2 separate regions of the Salmo salar genome follow, and region 1 is linked to region 2. The links are chromatin contacts, called in public Hi-C maps. All regions are on one chromosome and are shown on one strand. The core of a region is the stretch at or near the end of the contact, and the rest is flanking DNA. Distances in the headings are between cores, read along the strand shown. Region 1 overlaps LOC106563031 (ceramide transfer protein). Region 2 holds the start of LOC106563105 (complement C1q-like protein 2).

Evidence for each region. A called contact is a pair of places that touch in the nucleus more often than the background predicts.
Region 1: a Hi-C map of gill shows a contact between it and region 2, with 6 times the contacts expected there. The contact joins the enhancer-like site here to the promoter of LOC106563105 in region 2. A contact is called at or near these places in 3 of 3 Hi-C or Micro-C datasets (blood, gill and muscle).

The regions. Positions count from the first base shown.
Region 1 is chrssa11:73,099,660-73,104,346 of Ssal_v3.1, forward strand. All of the region lies in intron 3 of LOC106563031 (ceramide transfer protein), which reads left to right. Among protein-coding and RNA genes, the nearest start is that of atp6v1g1, 17 kb to the right of the region's middle. Within about 2 kb of position 3,267, at least 5 of the 13 cell types and tissues checked have an H3K27ac peak or open chromatin away from gene starts, as enhancers often do.
Region 2 is chrssa11:73,039,543-73,044,044 of Ssal_v3.1, forward strand. LOC106563105 (complement C1q-like protein 2) reads left to right here and starts at 2,859. Exons shown (of 4, transcript XM_014128330.2): 1 at 2,859-3,253; 2 at 3,581-3,622; 3 at 3,732-3,866; 4 at 4,054-4,490. The coding sequence starts at 2,953. The coding sequence ends at 4,343.

The DNA of each region.
Region 1 (4,687 bases), core at 2,017-4,516, 61 kb after region 2:
TGTGCATTATCATGCTAAAACATGAGCTGGCAGCAGATGAATGGCACGACAATGGGCCTCAGGATCTCGTCACGGTATTTCTGTGCATTCAAATTGCCATCGATAAAATGCAATTGTGTTCGTTGTCCGTAGCTTATGCCTGCCTACACCATAACCCCACTGCCACCATGGGCACTATGTTCACAACGTTGACATCAGCGGACCGCTCACCCACACGTCTCCATATACGTAGTCTGCGGATGTGAGGCCGGTTGAAAACGACGTTGGTAGAGAAATTAACATTTAAATTATCTGGCAACCGCTCTGGTGGACATTCCTGCATTCAGCATGCCAATTGCATGCCCCTTCAAAACATGAGACATCTTTGGCAATGTTGTGTGGCAAAACGGAACATTTTTGTGGCCTTTTATTGTCCCCAGCACAAGGTGCACCTGTGTAATGATCATGCTATTTAATCTGCTTCTTGATATGCCACACCTGTCAGGTGGATGGATTATCTTGGCGAAGGAGAAATGCTCACTAACAGGGATGTAAACAAATTTGCGCATACAATTTGAGAGAAATAAGCATTTTGTGCATATGGAAAACTTTTTTTATTTCAGCTCATGAAACATGAGACCAACACTTTACATGTTGCGTTTATATTTTGGTTCAGTGTAGATGGTTGAGTTGTTTCATTCATTTCGTATCAACCTAGCACTCACTCCCTGTTACAGTTGTGTGTGTTTTACCTGTGTGTGTGTGTTTCTATCAGAGTCTAAGAGAGGGGAGGATAGACAGTGGAGTCATCCAGAGGACATCACTAGTCCCTCCAGCAGCAGTGTGTTTAATGGCAAGTCTACCTATACTAAACCAGCTACTGTGTGTTCTACTACCATTTAGCACAGTGCCCTCAATCTAGTGTGTGTGTGTGTGTGTGTGTGTGTGTGTGCGCGCTTTATCCAGACTTGTCATTTTCTGTTCTCACCATTGAAAGCAGGTCAGGTAATGAGTGGCACCTATTGTTTACACTCCGGTGTTAAAGGATAAAGTTCCAAGGGAGGGGTTCTCACTGACACATGCACATACGCAGTAATAGCTTGTACAGGGCTCTGCATCACTGATCCAGTTTATAAATGTTTCCAAAGACGCTCTGATCCTTCTGGAATTAGGTCCTGTTACTCATCAGAGAGGGGGTAGAGGGAGGGAGGGAGGGAGGGAGGAGGAAGAGAGGGAGGGTGAAAGAGGGAGTTGTGGATGGATTAGCATAGAGTGTAGGATAGAGAGGAAGGGTGGGGGAGAGGCAAGATGTGGAGGAGGAAGAGTGTATGAGTGGGAGGACAATAATAGACAGAAGGGATTCCTTACTGACAGTCTGAGGCTATCTTCTAGGGAAGGGATATGCTTACGCAATGGTAATGGGTTGTGAGAAGACTTTGGTGGGATTTACGGTATTACTGGCATAGCAAACAAGGGGGCGCTAAAAATGCAATAAAAGCCCATTGGGCCTCGATTACCAGAATGCTAACAAAATGAGCACAAACTAATAGTGAAATCACATACACTGTTAGCTAAATGCTAACAAGTGAAAACAAACAAACTAATTCCAAAGACAGGCAAATTCAGCTCAAAGTTATACAAGCTTAGCTAGTAGCTACCACAAGCCGAAGTGAACGAGAGAAATTGTGCTAGTGAACAAAGTTGTGATGCTTTTCTGAAGGACGAGCAGCATGTGTACATGAAGCAGAGGGGAGAAGAACGAAGGAGGGGAAAAAACGCTAGTAGGAAGCACAGGGAAAAATGGCAACTGTACAGACAACTCATCCAGAGCTCTTTGGCAAAAAACCAATCTAAGATATCTGATGGCAAAGATTTTACTAGTGAATTGCATACAAGCGTAACTTCATCACCTCATGTGCGCCGCTCAGCAGAGACTCGCTGATAGATCGAACACTACGGACTCACCAGCTCCCGCAGTCTCCCGTTGTGCTATTTACAAACAAACACGTGACTGGCTCAACTGTTCTGGGGAACTACGGCACGCTTCATAATGTGACCAGTGAAATGAAGAAAGCAATATGTTTTTATCTCTTAACGTATTGCGCAAGTTGACTGCAGGTGTTTAAAAAAATTGCTACATATATTCACATTTTATTGAAAAACATCAAATAGTTTGGACGGTTTTGAAAAACCATCCCGTGGCTAAATACCCTGATATACGGCATACTGCCCAAGCCTAGTTGTGAGGTCGCAGATAGTTTGAAGGAAAGGGTGTTTGTGAGAGCCCGGAACACAGCAGAACAAATGGTAGACCTTGTCCTATGACCATGTAATGAACATATTTAAATAGTGAACATTGTGTTTGTATGTGGTGTCGGACACTAATGCTTCAGAACATAATGCTGAATTTGTTCTTGAAGGCAGAGTAGCCACCCTTAAATGGATACTTGGGGATTTTGACAATGAGTCCAGTATGAAGGAAATTTCGCCAGCCAAAGCCCGCACAATGACTGGAAGTCAATGGGTATCTGCTAGCGCGCTAATGCTAGTTAGCCGTTGCACTAGTGCCGGCTAGCGACTTCCTTCAAGCTGCACGCAGAGACATACAAATGGTATCCGCCGAGTTCGTCTGACTCTGGGGAAGAAGGAAAAAAGGGCATCATTCTCAAAATCCCGAAGTATCCCTTTAAGGTTTTTTTTCAGCTGTTCGTGCACACATTTTGTCTCGAGGCATGCTGAAGTCTATGCCCCCTTCGTCGGTGATTGGTCAACCGTAGGGATTCTTCAATAAGTGTTTGTCATTCAATTAGAGACGAATGTTTTCATGCACATTTTTCCCCTTGAGAAATACTGCACCAAACATCTTCATGTAAAATTGCGTAAAAATGTATGACAAATTTCTTGGGTTATCTTAGATGAATTCAGACTATTTTGAGGAAGTGTATACTGCCTACAACATCTCAAGATGGGAAAAACGAAACTTTTGCAGCTTTTTTTCTCGTTTTTTCAAGCGAAGGTCTTTTCAGGGAGTATGCGAGAACACTCGTTGGGTTCGCCTAGGATGGGCGCCAGCTGAACCGACGCATGCGGAAGGCTTTCTTCTCTCCCTCCCTCCTTTCCTCGCTCTCTCCTCTCCTCCTGACACATGCTAGTCATTCCTGGCAGTGGGTTTTGGGAAACCCCTCTGTCACACTCTCCCCCTTCCTCTTGTTCCTCCCAGCCCCAGGGTGACCCTCTGACTCAGCCAGAGCAGGAAGGAATGAGTCACACACACACACACACTACACCACACCTTCTCCCCACAGTGAGTCACCAGTCAGAAACTCTCGGCCTGTGAGGAGGCCCTTCTGTCCCCCTCTCTCTCCCTCGCAATCTGTCTCCCTCTGATCACTCTTCAGACTCACAGCAAAGTGTCAACTCTCGCTAGAGGAAAAACAATCTGGTGAGGGCTAAAATGTAAAAAAAAAATTTAAAAATGTATATAGTAAATAATATTATGTATTGCTCTTTGCTTCATGAGTCAACATGGTCTGGGTGTGATTGTATGGAAAGTTCCACGTCTGTCCTGTAAAATATTCTTATCTGTTAGTATTCCTTGAGAGACAGCTAGTTTTAAATAATCAGTCCACATCTCTCTCTCTCTCACACACACACATCGACACAGACGTTTTAGTACTGTAGCAATGTGTGTGTTTAAGTTATATTCAGACTCGGGGCATTGCATATTTACTCTTTCTCCCTCTCTGTCCTCTTCTCCCTCTCTCTCCTCTCTCTCCGTCTCTCTCTTCCCCATCTTTCTTGGTTCTTGAGTGGCACAGCAGTCTAAGGCACTGTAACGCTACAGACCCGGGTTCGATCCCGGGCTGTATCACAACCGGGAGTCCCATAGGGCGGCGCACAATTGGCCCAGCGTCATCCGGGTTAGGGGAGGGTTTGGCCGGGGTAGGCGGTCATTGTAAAATAAGAACTGACTTGTCTAGTTTAAAAAAATGAAAATACAATTTCTGTTGAATGTGTTTGTATAGACTGATATCAAACACACCGCTTCTTTGGCTTCTTTGATCCTGTGGGCGATTGTCTTTATCAACCAACCAGATAAGAAACTGCATTATATTCAATAGCAGCTCTGCGATTTGGCAGATGGCGGCTGTATTGAACGGTCATTGTTGAAATGGGTACAGCTGAGAGGGCGACAGTAGTATTGAAAGCTCTGGTGGAGGCAGGAAAATGGTTACTCCTGGTCATTGACCGACAGTAAGCTCTGGGTGGGTGATGCAGGGCTAGGCAGCACCCATGGGAACAGTCTCCCACCTGGTGGTGAAGAATGGAAGCACATGCCGTCTTCATCTTCGTTGGAAATACTTAACTAGGCTACAGGGCTCGGTTCCACTTGAACCCTTAACCCTGTGTTATGGCCCCACACAGTGTCTGTACTCTTTTCTGAGTGCTAATTCACACAGGGTGAATCACTATGTCCTCTCCAGACAGATCTTCCCTCTTTTCCCACCTTGCTCGCTCTCTCTATTTTAAGTATCGGGGTTAGGTAAGAAGTCAGAGCTGTAGAGACCAGAGAGCTTCTATCCTCTGTTAGAGGATGTCACCCAATACTCCATTCTGTGACAGTGTTCCATGGTCGCCGTGGTCACTGTTGCCATGGTCCCACTGTGTTGCTGTGTCAGGGTCATAGAGAGAAGTCTCTGTGTGGTCA
Region 2 (4,502 bases), core at 1,609-4,108:
AAACCATATTGGCCCCCTCTCTCTCTGGGTGATTGGTTTGTGTACTTCCATGTAGACAGGCGGTCTGGTTAAGTGGTGTGTGTGTGTGTTAGGGGACCTGTTCTCACTCATGCAGGTGAGGAGTGTAATTCAGTGGGAGAGGCAAAGTGCTGAGTGGGCTGGGCCTGGTTGGGAAAGGTCACAGTGCTCCCTGTCAGTGACAAACCCTCTGTACTCCACACCAACACCCACTCACTGGCCTTACACACACACACACTCTCTTACTCTCTCACACACTCATACTCACCCACACAGACTTGCGCTGTCATACACATACCCACACGCATACACTCACATTGTCACACACACAGATTCTCTCACACTAATATTCTTTCTCTCTCTCACACACACACACACACACACACACACACACACACACACACACACACACACACACACACACACACACACACACTCCTGTACACACTCTTCTCCCAGACAGCGGAGCCCTGCAGCGTGAGGGGACAGTCAGTGTGGTTGTGATTCATCTAGCTGGACAGCTCCTCGTTACTTCTAATTAACTCCTCATTAATCATCCACTCAGCACTATCTTATTCTCTATCATGACAGACTACGTTTTGATTTTCCTTATTTTTTTTGTTCTTTTTTTTTTTAACGTTGTCCATTAAAAGGTTGGTTATATCTGTGGCCTCCTCCTCTGAGCTCAACCTTGGGCTCTCCTCTGACTCCTCTGTCACACACAGACACTCACCACAGACACTCGCCACAGACACTCGACACAGACACTCGCCACAGACACCCGCCACAGACACCCGCCACAGACACCCGCCACAGACACCCGCCACAGACACCGCCACAGACACCTGGCACAGACACCCGGCACAGACACCCGGCACAGACACTCGCCACAGACACCCGCCACAGACACTCGCCACAGACACCCGCCACAGACACCCGCCACAGACACTCGGCACAGACACTCGGCACAGACACCCGGCACAGACACCCGGCACAGACACCCGGCACAGACACCCACCACAGACACCCACCACAGACACTCAGCACAGACACTCACCACAGACACCAGTGATTGCAGCCCTCTACTGATTATTCTACAGATTTCACCTTTGTTTAAACCACAAGAATCTCTTTAGGTTGAAACACTATTTTTCGAGAGAGAACCTGGCTAGAAACTTACTAAAGACGTGGGATGAAGAGGAGCGTTAGGGTGGGAGATGCACCCCGATGTGCCCACTCTGTCGTCAGACTGTGAGGACAAAACTGACTTTTTGCTACAACCTAGAAAACATATCATTGGTTGTGATTATTGGTATGTTATTAATCACTGTTAATTCTTTGCTTTCTGCCCTGCATCTCTCATATAGTGATGTCCACCACCTCTGAGGCAGGGGGAGAATGAAAGGGAGAGGAGGAGAGGAAGGCACTTCCAGCACGTGTGCAACGCCTGGCACACAGATCTTCTCCTGACACACTGGCTTTACCGACTCTCGCCCACTAGGTGGCACCACATCCACTGTCAGACAGGTAAGAGTCAGTGGCTGTGTCCGAAATCTGTCTTGCCACTACTTACTAAAATGACATATCGTGTACTAATAGTACTACATACTATTTAGAACGTACTGTTTAGTAAAAATGTATGCATTAAGTAACAAATATCAACATACTTCTCATTCATACTGAGAAGGTGTCATCTAATGCAACCATCCCACTTGTTCCCCGCAATGTGTTTATTGTTGTCAAACACGTGAGTGTGAAAAGACGATTCTCTTCCTCGAAGGAGTGCAGCGAATTCTACTTGATGAAAAGTTGGAATGACATCCTGGCATTTGAAGACTACTCAATTTTCGAAATTTCACATAGCCGATTATAAAACGTTCTATTTTCATACACACAAAAAGCCTACCATTTAGAACTCAAGCAGCGTACTGTTATTCCCCATATGGTGCAGTTTAAAATAGCTGATGATCATTTAGGACTACTATGAAATCATACTATGACATAAGGAGGTCATATGTGCTCATGACAAGTCTTACATTACTGTATCATAACGTATTGTATGTTTTGGCTGTAGTGTTACATTACTTGCAGACAGCAAATGAGGAACGCATAAACTGGAGTGTATCTGTGAATCGACTTTGCTCTCTCTGAATCAGCTGGCTGTCAGTCAAGTGGTGGTGGGTAGGTTTGGCTAATCAGCACAGCCAATTCAGAGCCCCTCCCGCACCAACAGGACACACCCCTCTTCCGCACAAATACCCACCATCAAAGTAGTGAAGTAAACACACACACACAGCACATGCACATAACTTGTGTATACCTCTGTACACACGTTATGTATACTCTGCACCTCACACATCGCACACACAAACCAAACTACAGCTATAACACTTGTTTGTTGACATTTCAGGTGAGTATACCTTTTTCCAGACAAATGAAGCATGCACAGCTTAAATGTTGTGTGCCGGAATAATTTGGTCCAATAACATTACTAGTATCTTGTGGATACCATGATCGCACATATAAACAATCTAAAACATAGATTTCTAATGTTCTACAATAAATGTGAAAATATTCCATGAAAAGGGTTTTAAAGTTTCCGGAATTTCACAACCCTCCACAGACACAAACCTGACAGGTTGGCAATATATAAACACAAGAAGTGTGCTTGGAAATTGGGGAGTTTTTGTTCCTGCCTCATATGTTCAGGAATTACACTTAATTACATTAAAGTAGACGAGAGTTTCTCAACCCTGCACACACATACAATGTTATCACAACATAACTTTGAGTGACGTAGTCCTCTCTGTCGCCAGCCCCCTTTATAACCCTGGGTGTGGGACAGCATAAAGAGGAGCACTCGAGCTACGCAGAACAGTCAGTTCTTTAAGACTACGCAGAACATTCTAGTCTTTTGCAGAATATATAATAAGAATGAAGGAAGTTCTAGCCTTGCTACTGCTGTCTCTGTGCTGCTGCCTGTCCAGGGGACTGGGTGATAATCGGGACAGTGAGGGGTACCAGGGGACTGGGGCTAGTCTAGCTGTCTGTCTGCCCGACACCTGTGCCCTGTTCAGGGAACTTGCAGCCATGAAAGAGAGATTAGGAACCATGGACCAGACGCAGGCTGCCCTGAAGGAAAGTTTTGGGGCCATGGGACAGAAACTGGGAGCTGTGGAGACCAAGCTACAGGGCAGTGAGAGTCAGGTGGAGGAGCTGAAGAAAGTGAATACAGGTAAGTAGCACAGAGATTTAACAAGCAAAGCATTCTGTGAAGTGATATACAGCTTCATACACTTATTCTTATTTCATTGATTTTAACTTTGTCTTATTGATTACTATTTTGAATACGATTCCCATAGGGCGGTGCACAATTGGCCCAGCGTTGTCCGGGTTTGTCCGGTGTAGGCTGTCATTATAAATAATAATTTGTTCTTATTTGACTTGCATAGTTAAATAAAGGTTCAATTTAAAAAAAATGATAATAATAATAAAAATTTGTTGAGTCTTTACTACACTGTAATGTTGAGGTTTTATTACGAAATATTTTCTGTTATAACAGCTCAAGAGGAAGAACTGAAAGCCTTGAAGAGCTTATCACCTGGTAAGAGCAAGGTTCCACTCTTCCTCAAAGTGGCATCTATCTATCGATGTCCTTCTTGATATCTACTTGACTGTTCGTTCATTAATTCATTCCTTCATTCGTTCCCCAGCCCAGGCAAAAGTGGCATTCTCTGTTGCTCTCAGAGACTCTGGCGGTGGGAATATTGGACCCTTCACCACCAATACCCCTTTACAGTACAAAAGAGTCTTCTCCAACTCCGGCAGTAGCTACAATCCTGCTACAGGTACTGTGTGTGTGTGTGTGTGTGTGTGTGTGTGTGTGTGTGTGTGTGTGTGTGTGTGTGTGTGTGTGTGTGTGTGTGTGTGTGTGTGTGTGTGTGTGTGTGTGTGTGTGTGTGTGTGTGTGTGTGTGTGTGTGTGTGTGTGTGTGTGCGTTGTCAATCAGGTAGTGTTATTTATCTTCCTTCATAGGCATCTTCACAGCCATGGTCAGAGGGATGTACTGCTTCCGCTACTCCATGTACAGCAACAACTCCGGCCGTCCCAACTCTGTCGTGTCTCTGATGAAGAACAGTGAGAAGCTGGTTACTACATGGAACACTGATGACAGTATGAATGTCCACGAAAGCGCTAGCAACGCAGCGGTAGTGCAATTGGAGGTGGGAGACAGTGTTTACATCCAGCTCTGGGCTAACAGGGTCGTCTACGATGACATTAATAACTATAACACCTTTACTGGGTTCCTACTGTTCACCGTGTAACAAGACCAGTTGATTTAACTGAGGTTTTGTAAAGATTAGACTTGATTGACAAGATATTCATTTGGCCACACGGTATAGGTTTTCAAAACAAATACATCATAACTGTATAAGAGTGAAACGAAAATTAAAGTGAATTGGCTTACTGTATTTTATCTGGTG